3 separate regions of the Sus scrofa genome follow, and regions 2 and 3 are each linked to region 1. The links are chromatin contacts, called in public Hi-C maps. All regions are on one chromosome and are shown on one strand. Each heading gives the region's core, a stretch centred on a gene start, on an enhancer-like site or on the middle of the called end of the contact. The rest is flanking DNA. Distances are from core to core; before and after follow the strand shown. Region 1 holds the start of LAMTOR2 (late endosomal/lysosomal adaptor, MAPK and MTOR activator 2). Region 2 holds the start of SYT11 (synaptotagmin-11). Region 3 holds the start of RIT1 (Ras like without CAAX 1).

Region 1 (4,061 bases), core at 654-3,153:
AGCGAAAATGATTTCAATTCTGGAATGGAGTCATTTTATAAGGTTGGGGGAAGGGCAATAATGGCACTAAAAGCTGGCTTGGAAAGAGTTAAGACTCTACATCTATCCGCAACCCCCCTACCAACCCAAACTTACACTCTAAGTAAAAACAGTGCACTTGCTAAGCAAAGGCAGCTTCCAGATCCCTCCTTCCCAACCAGAAAGCCTATCTTAGCCCCGCCTCTGTGAAATTCTGGAGCCGCCACAGGCGGGTGGTGAACACAGCAATATTCCCTCATTCAGTCATTCACCACATTTTTCTTGAGCACCTACTGCACCTTGTGTAAATCCCAGAGGGGCTGAGAACCAAACGCAACTACCTTGATTTGAAAGAGTAGCAAAGATCCCGGCAGAGGGAAATCCTCCCCCCGCACCGGCCGGGCGTCAGAATGCTGGGCGTTCTCTGAGACGCACAGTAGAAGCCTGGAGCTTTCCTCGCCTGCGCCCCGCGCCCACTATCCGGCCTCCGCACCTTGCCCGGCTCCCACCCTGCCTCAGCGCCTCGAACCCCCGCTAGTAAGCGGCGCAAACACTCCTCTCCAACACAGGGTCCTTCCCCCTTGCCTGTGCAAGGTGTCCTCTTCCAACTCCACCACGCCCCCAGACCAGGCCACAAGGCAAACCCCGGCCTCCCTTCCCAAACACGCGCCACGCTACCCCGGATCGACCTCGCAGGACGCCCCCTACCCGCCGCCTCTTCCCTCCCGCTTCCCCGAGTGCCTGCTGGGCCCCCGCCCTCCTCTCCCCGGCCCTCCCATACGCCCGACGGTCTCAGAGACACCCCCCTCTTCACAGACCACTCCTCCGCACCCCCCCAATCCCCACCACCCGTACTACCTCCTTGACCGAGGCTCGATCGCAGATCACAATTTCCTCCTTGTCCTTAGGGGTCTTGACGGTGACCCGAATCGGGGGCCTCGTCTCGGCCCCGCTCGGCTCCGCCATGCCGCCGCCGCCGCCGCCACCCGGCCGCCCGCCAGCCCGCCCCGGCTCCTCCTCCTCCCCGCCCGCCCGGCGGTGCTCGGCTCCGGCGCCTCCAACACTCCCCTCTCCCCTCCCCTCCCCAAGGCTTCACCGCCCCCTCCGGACCAGCCGCAGCCACAGCGCCCCGGGCGGACCGGGGGGGCCACTGCAGCGGGGTCCGCCCAGGGCCGAGCCCGGGGTCTGCAGCCTGGGCAGGGCCTTGCTGGGCGGCGGCCCCCAAAGGGGCTGCTCCGGACAGGGGCGGGAAGCAAACTCTCCGGGAGAGACCACCGCCCGTGGTAGCCGGTCCGAGTCGCGCTGAGGTGCCAACCCCCCGCCCCCGGGCCCAAAGCTACCCGCCCCCTCCGCGACTAACTCTTTCTCCGGGACAAAGGACTTTCTGTGTCGCCGCTTTATCTCCGTTCCCTATGATAACTGGTCTTTCTTGGAAAGCCCAAATCCTTTCCAGGCCTGAGGCTTCTCCCGACTTGGAGGCTGAATTTTCCACTTCTGGATATCTACCTAAAACCTCTTCTGTAGGATTGACTTAATTCCCCTGAGGGTAGCGGCCTCCAAGAAGTCTATTCAGTACAGTTCCAGAGACCTGGATTTTTGCCTGCATGGCCTTTCTGAGCCTATTTCCTCAATAGCATCTATCTCCTCATCTCACAGAATTATGCATAATGTAGAAAATTGCTTTGAGAAGTAACCCAAGGTATGCCTGACAAGTATAGGAATTTTGTTTTCTTTTAATTACTGAATCGTGGATTGTCAAGCAGATATGACTCCTCTGCCCGAGAGGGTTAAATGTCCTTCCAGTACTGCCACTATCCTTTTACTCCCGCTCTTTTCCCCCATAACCGCGTGGTCTCACTGGAAAGGCGAACTGTAGTTCCCAGGGTGCCTCGCGAAGCTTCGAGGAACTACAATTCCCAGCGCCCCCCGCGGTGAGGCGGGGTTGAGTCAGAACCGCACAGTCAGGCCAGGAAACTACAACTCCCAGGAGTTCTGGAGCCGGGCAGCTGGACTACGGGAAGCGGCAGGCGGAGGCCAGTTATAGGAAACTCCGGGATCAGGTTGTGAAAGCCCAGGGTTAGGAGCCACAGGCATGCTGCGTCCCAAGGCTTTGACCCAGGTGCTAAGCCAAGCTAACACTGGAGGTGTCCAGAGCACCCTGTGAGTGCGGACCGAGAGGCCGAGCGGCGAGCACTGGAGTGGGGCTGCGCGCGGCTCTCCGAGGGAGGGGTGGGGAAGGCTCTCTGGGAAGGGAGGAGGTGGCAGAGGGGGCAGCCTTTGGGTGAACCGGCGAGAGGGCCACTCTTGAAAGAGAAACTGACGTGCTGGGTGTTTGGGGCATGTTCTAGGACACACTCAACCCAGACCCTTGCTTTCTAGGAGCGCCGGTGGGCGAGTTGGGATGGAAAGTCAGGTATTTTACTCCCCATCCTGAGCACGTTGATATCCGTTCTGATGCTTTTCCAGGCTGCTGAATAACGAGGGATCTCTGTTGGCCTACTCTGGTTACGGGGATACGGACGCCCGAGTCACTGCAGCCATCGCCAGTAACATCTGGGCGGCCTACGACCGGAACGGGAACCAAGCATTTAACGAAGACAATCTCAAATTCATCCTCATGGACTGCATGGTATGGAGAGGGGAGCCATTTCCTCTGTCCCTAAGGGGACCCCCAAGGGGCACCCTGGACCCCATCCTGGATGGTTGGGGCCCAGGGACAGGATTTCTGGAAGATTACTAAGAGTTGGTCTGCAGCAGCATTTATAATAGGCAGGACCCTATGTATCAAGTGGTGATGAGGAAGGAGTATTGGACCCGAGGTCTGGCTGGGTTCTAGTCTCAGCCAGCCACTTGCCATTTGTGGAACCTTGGGTAAGTCACAAGCTTTTTTACCACATCTCCAGTGTGAAAATAATCCCCACCACCACATCACGCACACAGGGTTGTTGTGATCAAATGAAAGGGTAGGTGTAAACTGTAGAGTGATATGCAGACACAAAGTGTTGTCATCTGAGATTCTCAGACTCAGAAGCATGGCAAAGTGTCCAGACCCTAGTCCAGTTCCTTCAGTTTACAGAAAAAGGAGATAAAGTCCAGAAAGAGGAAGCGCCATTAGACTGAATTTCTTGGGAACAGAACCTGTCTCATTCACCTTTATATCTGTTCAGTTAACAAATTTTTAGGTCCTTGCAGTATTCTCAGGACCTGGGAAAAAAATAGCAAACAGGACAAACAAAAACTGCAGCCCTAATGTCTCATATATGCCTTAAAATAAGTAAAATATGTATGTTTGTAAAATCAGTTCATAAATATGTTTTGTAACATACATACATAAGTTTAAAAAGTAGTATGTGGAGTTCCCGTCATGGCTCAGTGGATTAAGAACTAGTATCCAGGAGTTCCCGTTGTGGTGCAGCAGAAAAAAATCCTACTAAGAACCATGAGGTTGCAGGTTCAATCCCTGGTCTTGCTCAGTGGGTTAAGGATCCAGCGTTGCCATGAGCTGTGGTGTAGGTCGCAGACTCAACTTGGATCTGGTGCATTGCTGTGGCTGTGGCATAGGCTGGCAGCTGTAGCTCTGATTATATCCATAGGCTGGGAACCTCCCTATGCTTCGGGCGTGGCTCTAAGAAGCAAAACAAAACAAAAAACTGGTATCCATGGAGATGAAGGTGGATCCCTGGCTGGCTCAGTGGGTTAAGTATCCGGCATTGCTGCAAGCTGCAGCATAGGTCTCAGATTCGTCTCAGCTCCCATGTCTGCTGTGTCTATGGTGTAGGCCAGCAGCTGCCACTCTGATTCCATCCTTAGGCCAGGCACTTCTGTATGCTGCAGGTGCGGCCCTAGAAAGAAAGAAAAAGTAGTATGTTAGGTATTGAAAATGCTGTGGAGAAAAAGCAAGGAAGTGAGAGAGGGACAATATTACTGCAAAGGGGACAAGTCATCATAGATCTAAAGGAAGCTGGCAAGCCATATGGCTGTCTGGGCGAAGAACATTTCTGACAGAGAGAACAGTAAGTACAAAGGCCCTGAGGCAGAGGCAC
Region 2 (4,061 bases), core at 511-3,010, 190 kb before region 1:
CGGCTTGGACCTCCTTCTCCCGGACGCCCAGCTCCCACCTGCGTCTTCCCGCCCCAATGCACACAACCCAGTACCCTCACCAGCCGGCCGGATCCCGCGGAAACTCAGCTTCGGTACCACCGGAAGTCAGCCAACGGCAGCGACTGACGTGCGCGCCCCCGAGTCGCGGTGCACGGCGTCAGAACACCAAGGAGCATGCGCCAAGCACCGGCGCCATCCTATTTTAGGGCAGAATGAAGGCAAAGATCTGGTACTCCGTTGTTGGCAAAATATTTAAAGGCAATACCTCGCTTTCTCTGTCCAGGGAGCTCCCCTACTCAAAACAAAACTGGATTAAGGTTCAGCGATTTAATTTGACAACTAATCCTTCTCGCCACGAGACACCTGGAATATGGGACCAGGGAAACGGGGAATTCATAAAATTTCAGAAAGAGGAATCCCTAGGTTACAAACTGCAGTTTCCTGAATAAAGCTAAGGCAGACTTGGACTCAATCCATAATTATAAATTATAATTATTCATATCTATAAAACACTCCGCATTTAACAGAATGCTTTCACTTACGTTATCAAAGGTGATTTGATCTTCACAATAAATCCTGTGGCACAGTGGATATTATACCTTCCAATTTCCGCAGGACAAATTTTTGGCTCAACTGGGTAGATGATTTCACAAAGATAACTAGCTGTGAGAGGGAATCCAGTAGCCTCACTCTAGCTTCTAATGCATTAATCCGGTGTCCAGGATGGTGCCTGGGACATAGTCAATGTTCAATAAATTCAATACATGTGTTTTGAATGAATGAATGACTCCTAGAACCATGTTCTTTTCCTCTTTTCAAGAAGGACAAAATGTCAAAGCTGGAAAAATACATTCAACTCTCTCACTTTACAGGTGAACCACCACCAAATATTTATGCATTTAAATAATCTACCTGACCTGATCCTGTCTGTAAACAGAATCGGATAGGATGAAAGTAACCACAACCAAAATGAATGACGAAATTGATGTAATCATGGAGATAACCTGCAGTAGTCTGACGGTAACCTGAATCACCCTAAACCTTCCGAATGCCAAGGAAGTCTCTAGAAGCTTGGAGTTTCATTTGTGTCCTGCTTTTGGATCTACAGAATACACGGATCTGTTGGTTTTCACTGCCTCTCTCCATACTTCTCTTTCTCTCTTCCTCCATCCCTCCCTCACTCTCTCTCTCAAACTTCTCTAAGCAGCCCTAAGCACTTGAAGCTTTTACAAGAGAAATATCCAACACTGATTAACTTTGGCACTCTTCATTAGTCCTTTTTTAAAACAGTTTCAATCTACACACCACAAAACCCAGCCGTTTTACTTATACAATTAAATTATTTTCACTAAATTTTCAGAACTCTGCAACCATCACCACGTTTGGTCTTTAATCAGAGTTTCTGAAGTTTAAGAAAGGTTTCAAAATATTCTTTAGTGGTCTCATAAACTTATAATAATTGCAATTGATACTGAATGTAGGCAAGATAGAATTTTGTTTTTCCAAAATCCTGGGTCCCCCTCGGCCAGAATATTCAGTTACTATATTAAGCCCAGGGAACCGGAATCACAAGATCTATAGGCTCTCATATGATAAAATACCTACCTACACTTCTTAGGCCGCAGAGTTTTCGCCTTACAGACCCACAACCCATTAGTGGGCGGGGTCTCATTCTCTGGAAATCTTGGCGAAGGGAGAGGGCCCCTCCCAGAGGTCTTCCGGAAAGGGGCGGGTCTTGCCTTCCGGAACTTTTCGGACAGAGGCGGAGCCTTCTGCCGAGGGTCGTTCGGAAGAAGGCGGGGCCTACCTCGCATCAGGACCAGTCTGGCTGCACCTGCATCCTTAGCTCAGAGCATCCCTGGAGCATCTTAAGAGGCGACCGCAGCTGGCAACCAGGGACCAGACCGTCGCAGGAGGCGTCCGCCAGATACCTTCCCCCTCCCCTGACCTAGCGCTCTGCAGCGGCGGCCTAGGTACTGACCGGAGGTTCCCAGAGTTGCCTGACCAGTGCAAACGCGTTAATAGCAATAGCCTCCGATTACGACATGGCTGAGATCACCAATATCCGACCTAGCTTTGGTAAGTAGAATCTGGCAAACTAAGCTTGGGGTAGGCGAAACCGTTGCAAAACCAAGGGAGCCCAGGGGCTGGGCAGAGAGTGAAACCAAGACCAGGACCTTCAGGTGCTATCCGCTCTAAAATCGGGCCTGTGGTGATGCGTAGTAGGCAGTGGGCAGACCTGAACTTGAGCTATGGGCTGCAGGGGCTGGGAAGGCCAGAGCCACACCGAGGTTGGGGAGGTTCGGGATGCTAAAACCTTGTATGGTGCACTGTCAGCACTGCTGGAGGTGAGAAACAGAGAGCTTGCGGAGGATGTGAACCCCTCCTTCTGGGGGAGGAGAGGTGGGGTAGGCCGAGCCCTCCCCCTTGGGGCACGCAGGGCGGTGCCCCTTCCTCCTCCTCCCACTCCTTCAGGGCTGCGGGGGAGGGAGGTGGCAAGGGGATGGGGCATCAAGATGGCAGCTTGGAGACTGTGGGCTGTGTGGCTGGGAGCCAGGGGAGGTGGCGGCCTCTGGGGAGAGAAGGGTGCGGGGGTGGAGAGCCAAAAGCAAGCCACTCCTTAAGCCGGTCAGCTGGATGCTGGGGCTAGGAGAAAACGTGAGCCCTGCAATTTCTATTCTGCATCGTAATGGTGGGGTCCTCCTATGCTACCAAATGGCGCTTGGCGCTGCTGGGCTAGGGGATGACGTGATGTCTATTTCTGGGCCTCCTGGCAGCGCCTAGGCTCTTCTTCCCGGGCCTTTGTTCCCTGTTTCCCTAGACTGGTTTTTCAAAAAGGGGGACTCACCCGCTCTGGTGCTGGCGGGGGCCTGATCCAGGCCGGAGGGGGAGGGGCGAAAAAGGCTGAGCCCTGGGGAGGCCGCTTTGTGTACCAGAGAAAGCATTACGTCATCTCGGAGCCGCTGGTCCCCGACCCAGCCCTACGGGCTCGGAGATCAGTTACGCTCCCTGGAGCAGCGAGTGGGGTGGAAAATAGGGAAGCAGATGGGAAAGAGAAGCTCGAGAAGAAGCAAAGTTTTTCCTCTTGGGAGATTCCTCCAAAATGTGCTAGGGTAGCAAACTTCCTGTGCTATGCTTTCCTGGACCAAAAATAAAAAAAGAATTGCCCTGCTTCGCCCTCAGTCCTACCCCAGTTTGGACGGGAGAAGCCAGTGAGAGTTGCTGTCAGCGAAGGGTGCTGTCATTTCCCTTAAGAGAGTCTATCCCTCAGACAATCCAGAAGGTTTGAGCCTCCAGACTCCAGTGTTTAGGGTGGGGCCTCGATCCAACTAGGAAATGGCTTTTCCTACTCCAGCGAAAGGTTTATGGAAATGAACAGAGCCCAGTGTGCTCTATCCCCTTAATGCCAGGAAGAAGCCATCAGATCAGAGAAAGTACACAAAACAACAGATCACACCCATTACTCCTTGTTCCCGCTGATTCCCCAAGGCCTAAATCTTGATTCTGTTGTTGTTGTTGTTTTGGTTTTTTTTCTCTCTTCCACTTCACCTTCTGCATTTTTATTCTTTGAGTTCTAAATTTCCAAAATAGATGTCCCTTTTGTGACCACGTGAGCACCCTGTGATTTTTCTTCTTGCTCTTTCTTTTCCTTCTTATGCCTTCTTTCCAACATATTCTTTTCTCTAATTGCAGTTTCACATTCCCTGGGAAGTTAGATGGTGTAGAGCATAATGTAGTGATCTCATCGAGAAGGAGTATTAGTAGAAAAAAGAAAAGTGTTTTATGTACTACATTTTATTTACTCCTTACAAATACCCTCCTGTGTATTCATTATTATGTATATTTGCCCAGGAAACTGAGGCTAAGGGAGGTAAAATAACATGGCTCAAGTCAAACAAACTAGTTAGGGTAGTGCTAGGATTAAAACCAATTTCCAGTTGATGCCAAAGTTTCTTCTCATTTCACTGTGTCACGCTGGCCTACTTGACAGGGAAAAGCTATTTTAGCAAAGGAACTGTCAATAAGCAGGTCTGGTCAGA
Region 3 (4,061 bases), core at 1,146-3,645, 140 kb before region 1:
TAATACAGTGCTCAAGAGATAAGAAGTATTTGCTGTTAAATCAGATAATATCATCAGAATAGCTGATGGGGGAGGAATCAACCGAGCAAAAAAAAGTAAGAGGGGTTCCTGCTGTGGCTCAGCAGGGTAAGAATCCAACTAGTATCCATGAGGATGCAGGTTCAATCCCTGGCCTTGCTCAATGGGTTAAGGATCTGGCGTTGCCCTGAGCTGTGGTGCAGGTCACAGATGAGGCTCAGATCTGGCGTTGCCGTGACACAGGCCAGCAGCTGCAGCTCGAATTCAACCCCTAGCCTGGGAACTTCCATATGCCAAGGGTGTAGCCCTAAAGAGACCAAAAAAAAAAAAGTCTTTTAGGGGACAAGTATATGAGTTTTACTTTAAAGAAAGGAAAAGATATTCTGGAGTTCTAAGTAAATTATCTTAAGCCCTAAATTAATTTTATTCCTAAAATTCCCACTGTAGTGTGAATTCCTGAACAATGTTCTAAATTTAACATAGTACATGAAAAATAAGAACTGTTTCTATTTTTCCCCAAGCCACAGAAGCATCTACTATATAAAATGGTAACAACCAAAGGTAGGTTGGCACAGAAAAATTATTGGCTTTATGAAAAAGAGCAGTAGAGTCCTGACCCAATGGGAAATCCTTCCTAGAGACTCAGGATCACAACAAAAGTGTCACATCCTGAAAATACAAGTGATATGGCAGAACTTCTGTGCCCTCCTCTACCCCCATCACCATTTTTCTTCTTCACTGGGAAATAACCCCTTAAAATCAAATCTGCTTCCTTATGGTCCAGGAATGACAGTAACATTCCTAAGGTCTATGGCGAATAGCAGCTAAAAAAAGAAAAAAAAAAAGGGCACAAGAAAATTAGTTTTTACTTACTAACAGTGGTTTACTAACAATAGAGCATTAAGATTATAGAAGACGTGAAGAAAGACCTTGCTGTGTAATGAACTTGAGGTATAAGGAAGTAAATGAAGGGCTTCTAGTGGAACAAGTCCAGGCTCTGCATGTCTGGGTTGTAAGAGTTCAGCAGGCTGGCTCTACTTGTTTTTCTGCTTCCTTTTGTGGAAGTTCAGACCAGCTGACTCATAGTTACAGAGTTAGTCTCAAATCAGACCCTTAAAGAAATGATAGCAAAAGCCTTCTGTTAAGTGGCCTTTAAACTTTTCCTTTAATCTGACGATACAGTAGAGCAACCATAAAAATAAAACAAAGTGTCCCAGTAATATTTAATAAAAAACAGACTAAGATGGCTTATGTACATATAAAGTTAAGCTAAGAAAAAAAAGTCATTTGCTTATCAACTGCCATGTTATTCTTGTTAAGTAAATCTAAACCAGACACCCAAAAGGCTCAAAATATAAATGGTCTAAAACTGTTTCAAAAACTGACACCAAGGCCTTTTTATGGGGTTTAGTGGAAAAACCTAAGTGACAGTCTGACTTACCAATGGTGGGGTCATGATCTTCTGGAAATCGGTGGCTGATGAACTGCATGGTCATGGCTTTAAAACAAGAAGCGAAAGTTAAAATAAATACAAAGATGACCAACAGAAAGAACTGCAAGTATCAATATTGCAGGACAGTCTCCTACTTGGTTTTCGGGGAGGGCATCTGTTGTGAGCATTTTTCATTCTTACTTCTTTAAAATGGAAAATGTCACCTACCGCTTTTCCCTACACCGCCAGCACCTAGCATCACTAGTTTGTATTCCCGTGACAGCCCTGCAGGGCTGTTACAGCTACCAACTGGGCGAGTTCCAGAATCCATTGTCCTCTTGGAGAATCCTGGGCTGCCCGGAGGAAAAGGCACCTGGAAAGAAAGAAAATATTTAATCCAGGATGGAGACCCCGTGACGACAGTCCTAGAGCCAGTGCCCTACCCCTGCTCCCTTTCTGGCGACCCTCAGGCAACACGTAGCCTCACCTTCCCTCCAGGGCAGCTCAGACCCATGACATATCATAGATTTTCTGAATTACTACTTTTTTTCAAAAAAGAATAAAAAGAGACAAAGAAATTTGGCATTTCTTTGCAGACTGGGACGCCGGCACAGCAGGAGGGAGCCCAGTGAGAAAGTGCAGTTTGGGACTTAGGCCTCAGGGTTTCCTCTCAAGCCCGCGGTACCCGGAGGTTCAGCCCCCTCTCCATTCCCCTCGGAGGCTGCTCTCCTCCCCCGGCAGCACCTCGCGCCGCCATCAAGCCCCCCACCCTTCCGCCTCACAAGCCAACCCCTCCGCTGCTCGTACCCGTCGGAAGGTTAAGGCCACTGCCGGGTCTGATCACCCACTTCGTCCTCGGTCCTCCTCATTCGCGGCGAGGATCTGGCACTGACCTGTGACCCCTCCCGCAGCTGGGGAAGATGGCGCCAGCAGCGCCCGCGTCTCAGCAGGAGGGGCGGGGCCGCCCTCGTGACGCAGGGGACTGGCCCCGCCTCCTCCGGGGAGGACCATCTCCTGCCAGGTCCTCAAACCCCGCTCATCGCTGAAGGCCCTGGGGGAGTGCCACACTCAGCGCCCCCCTCTGCCACAAAACTATTTACACCAAAGTCAAGCAAGGAGGATGTGATAAGGGGCACACTGGAGACTTCTACAATAACAACTTGCCCAGGACCATTTATGAGAAAAACAAATTTGGCCAAATGTAATGAGGAAATGGGCACCTGCCAACCCCCCCCCCAAACAGGACCAAGGTGTTATTGCTTAGTAACAAAAAAAAGCACCTGGCTTTGACTTTACAGCAATAAATTAAGACACTATCAATTCTGTTCACCTGTATTTAGGTGGGTAACACATAGAAGTACTAGAAGGAACTTTATATGGGCAAAATTTTCTGTTGCAACTTCTGCCCATCCTTCTTCCTTTCTAAGCATGTTTTTCCAAGAATACTTATATTTCCTGGAGTTCCCGTGGTGGCTCAGTGGGAATGAACCCAACTAGCACCCATAAGGACACAGGTTCGATCCTTGACTTTGCTCAGTGGGTTAAGGATCCAGAGTTGCCGCGAACTGTGGCTCAGATTCGGCACTGCTGTGGCTGTGGTGTAGGCCGGCAACTACAGCTCCGATTCACCCCCTAGCCTGGAAACTTCCATATGCAATGGGTGCAGCCCTAAAAAGCCAAAAAAAGAAAAAGAATACTTTCACTCAGTCCTTTTAACCACATTCAATAAAGGAGGGCAAGAAAATGAAAAGGAAAAACATCCACCATAACAATCCTTTACATTTCACTTGGACTTTGCAGGGTTTACTTTGAAAAGTCATAAAACACTTGGAACTAAAAGAAAAAAATTAAAAAAACAAAAAACAACAACTTGGAACTAAATGCAAACTCTTGGGTCCAGGTATGTATTTTTCTGATGGGGGTTATAGTATGCTGTGAGCAAAAAAGTTTATGAATTTTAGTGCATGGATACGTTGTGGAAGAAAGAACAGAGAAACCACAAGCAGAATATTTATACATTTATTTATAATGAAATTATGTTCTAAATATTTACAACATATAGGAAACCAGAGGATACATTTATACAAAGCCAGCCTGCAAAGTATTCAAATGTGCAAAAATGATAGTTCAATATCTCAAACTACTCCTGGTTCAGCAGACTAGCTCCTTCACTTTCACACATCAATATTTGATACAAAAAAAGTTCTTTTGGCAAAACCTGTAATGCCAAGAAAAAGGACAAGTCGCAATCTCAGTCACTAAGTCCACCATTCTATTGCGAGCAGTCAAATCTCTCTATTTTCGCTGCAACCAGTTCTGAGAGAGACAGACCACTGGGTTTCATTTCTGTGATGAGTTCTGACCAGCTTTTGATCAAGCAGTTTTCTCTGACCCACTTGAAGACAAGGAGCTTAGACGGGCAATAAAAACAGCAATGGCTCTCTGAGACGAGAGTGCCTGAAGGTGCCAGCTTTGGATCATCCCAAAGAAATAAAGAAAACCTTCAATTCCCCAGGATCCAGCTATATTCAACAGTTTTAAATTAGTAAAACCACGTTTTCCAAAACAAAGAATCCAAAAATGAAACAGGGACGCAGGGGTTCTTAGATCT

The links. Hi-C and Micro-C count contacts between places; a contact is called where the count stands out from the background.
Region 2: a contact with region 1 is called in a Hi-C map of liver, with 5 times the contacts expected there. The contact joins the promoter of SYT11 here to the promoter of LAMTOR2 in region 1. A contact is called at or near these places in 1 of 5 promoter capture datasets (liver), 7 of 47 Hi-C or Micro-C datasets (blood, embryonic fibroblasts, heart right ventricle and 2 more) and 1 of 2 datasets of contacts at active chromatin or transcription factors (alveolar macrophages).
Region 3: a Hi-C map of embryonic fibroblasts shows a contact between it and region 1, with 4 times the contacts expected there. The contact joins the promoter of RIT1 here to the promoter of LAMTOR2 in region 1. A contact is called at or near these places in 1 of 47 Hi-C or Micro-C datasets (embryonic fibroblasts) and 1 of 2 datasets of contacts at active chromatin or transcription factors (alveolar macrophages).

Annotation. Positions count from the first base shown.
Region 1 is chr4:93,973,403-93,977,463 of Sscrofa11.1, reverse strand. It overlaps LAMTOR2 (late endosomal/lysosomal adaptor, MAPK and MTOR activator 2), which reads left to right and starts at 1,903. Exons shown (of 4, transcript NM_001243627.1): 1 at 1,903-2,178; 2 at 2,485-2,647. The coding sequence starts at 2,111. It overlaps UBQLN4 (ubiquilin-4), which reads right to left and starts at 1,078. Exons shown (of 11, transcript XM_003125701.5): 1 at 877-1,078. The coding sequence starts at 984.
Region 2 is chr4:94,160,790-94,164,850 of Sscrofa11.1, reverse strand. SYT11 (synaptotagmin-11) reads left to right here and starts at 1,760. Exons shown (of 4, transcript XM_001928804.6): 1 at 1,760-2,100. The coding sequence starts at 2,067. It overlaps GON4L (GON-4-like protein), which reads right to left and starts at 2,964. Exons shown (of 34, transcript XM_021089699.1): 1 at 2,870-2,964; 2 at 81-218.
Region 3 is chr4:94,116,055-94,120,115 of Sscrofa11.1, reverse strand. RIT1 (Ras like without CAAX 1) reads right to left here and starts at 2,395. Exons shown (of 6, transcript NM_001077230.2): 1 at 2,258-2,395; 2 at 1,679-1,823; 3 at 1,460-1,516. The coding sequence starts at 1,781. KIAA0907 (UPF0469 protein KIAA0907 homolog) reads right to left here. Exons shown (of 15, transcript XM_001928648.6): 15 at 3,454-4,061.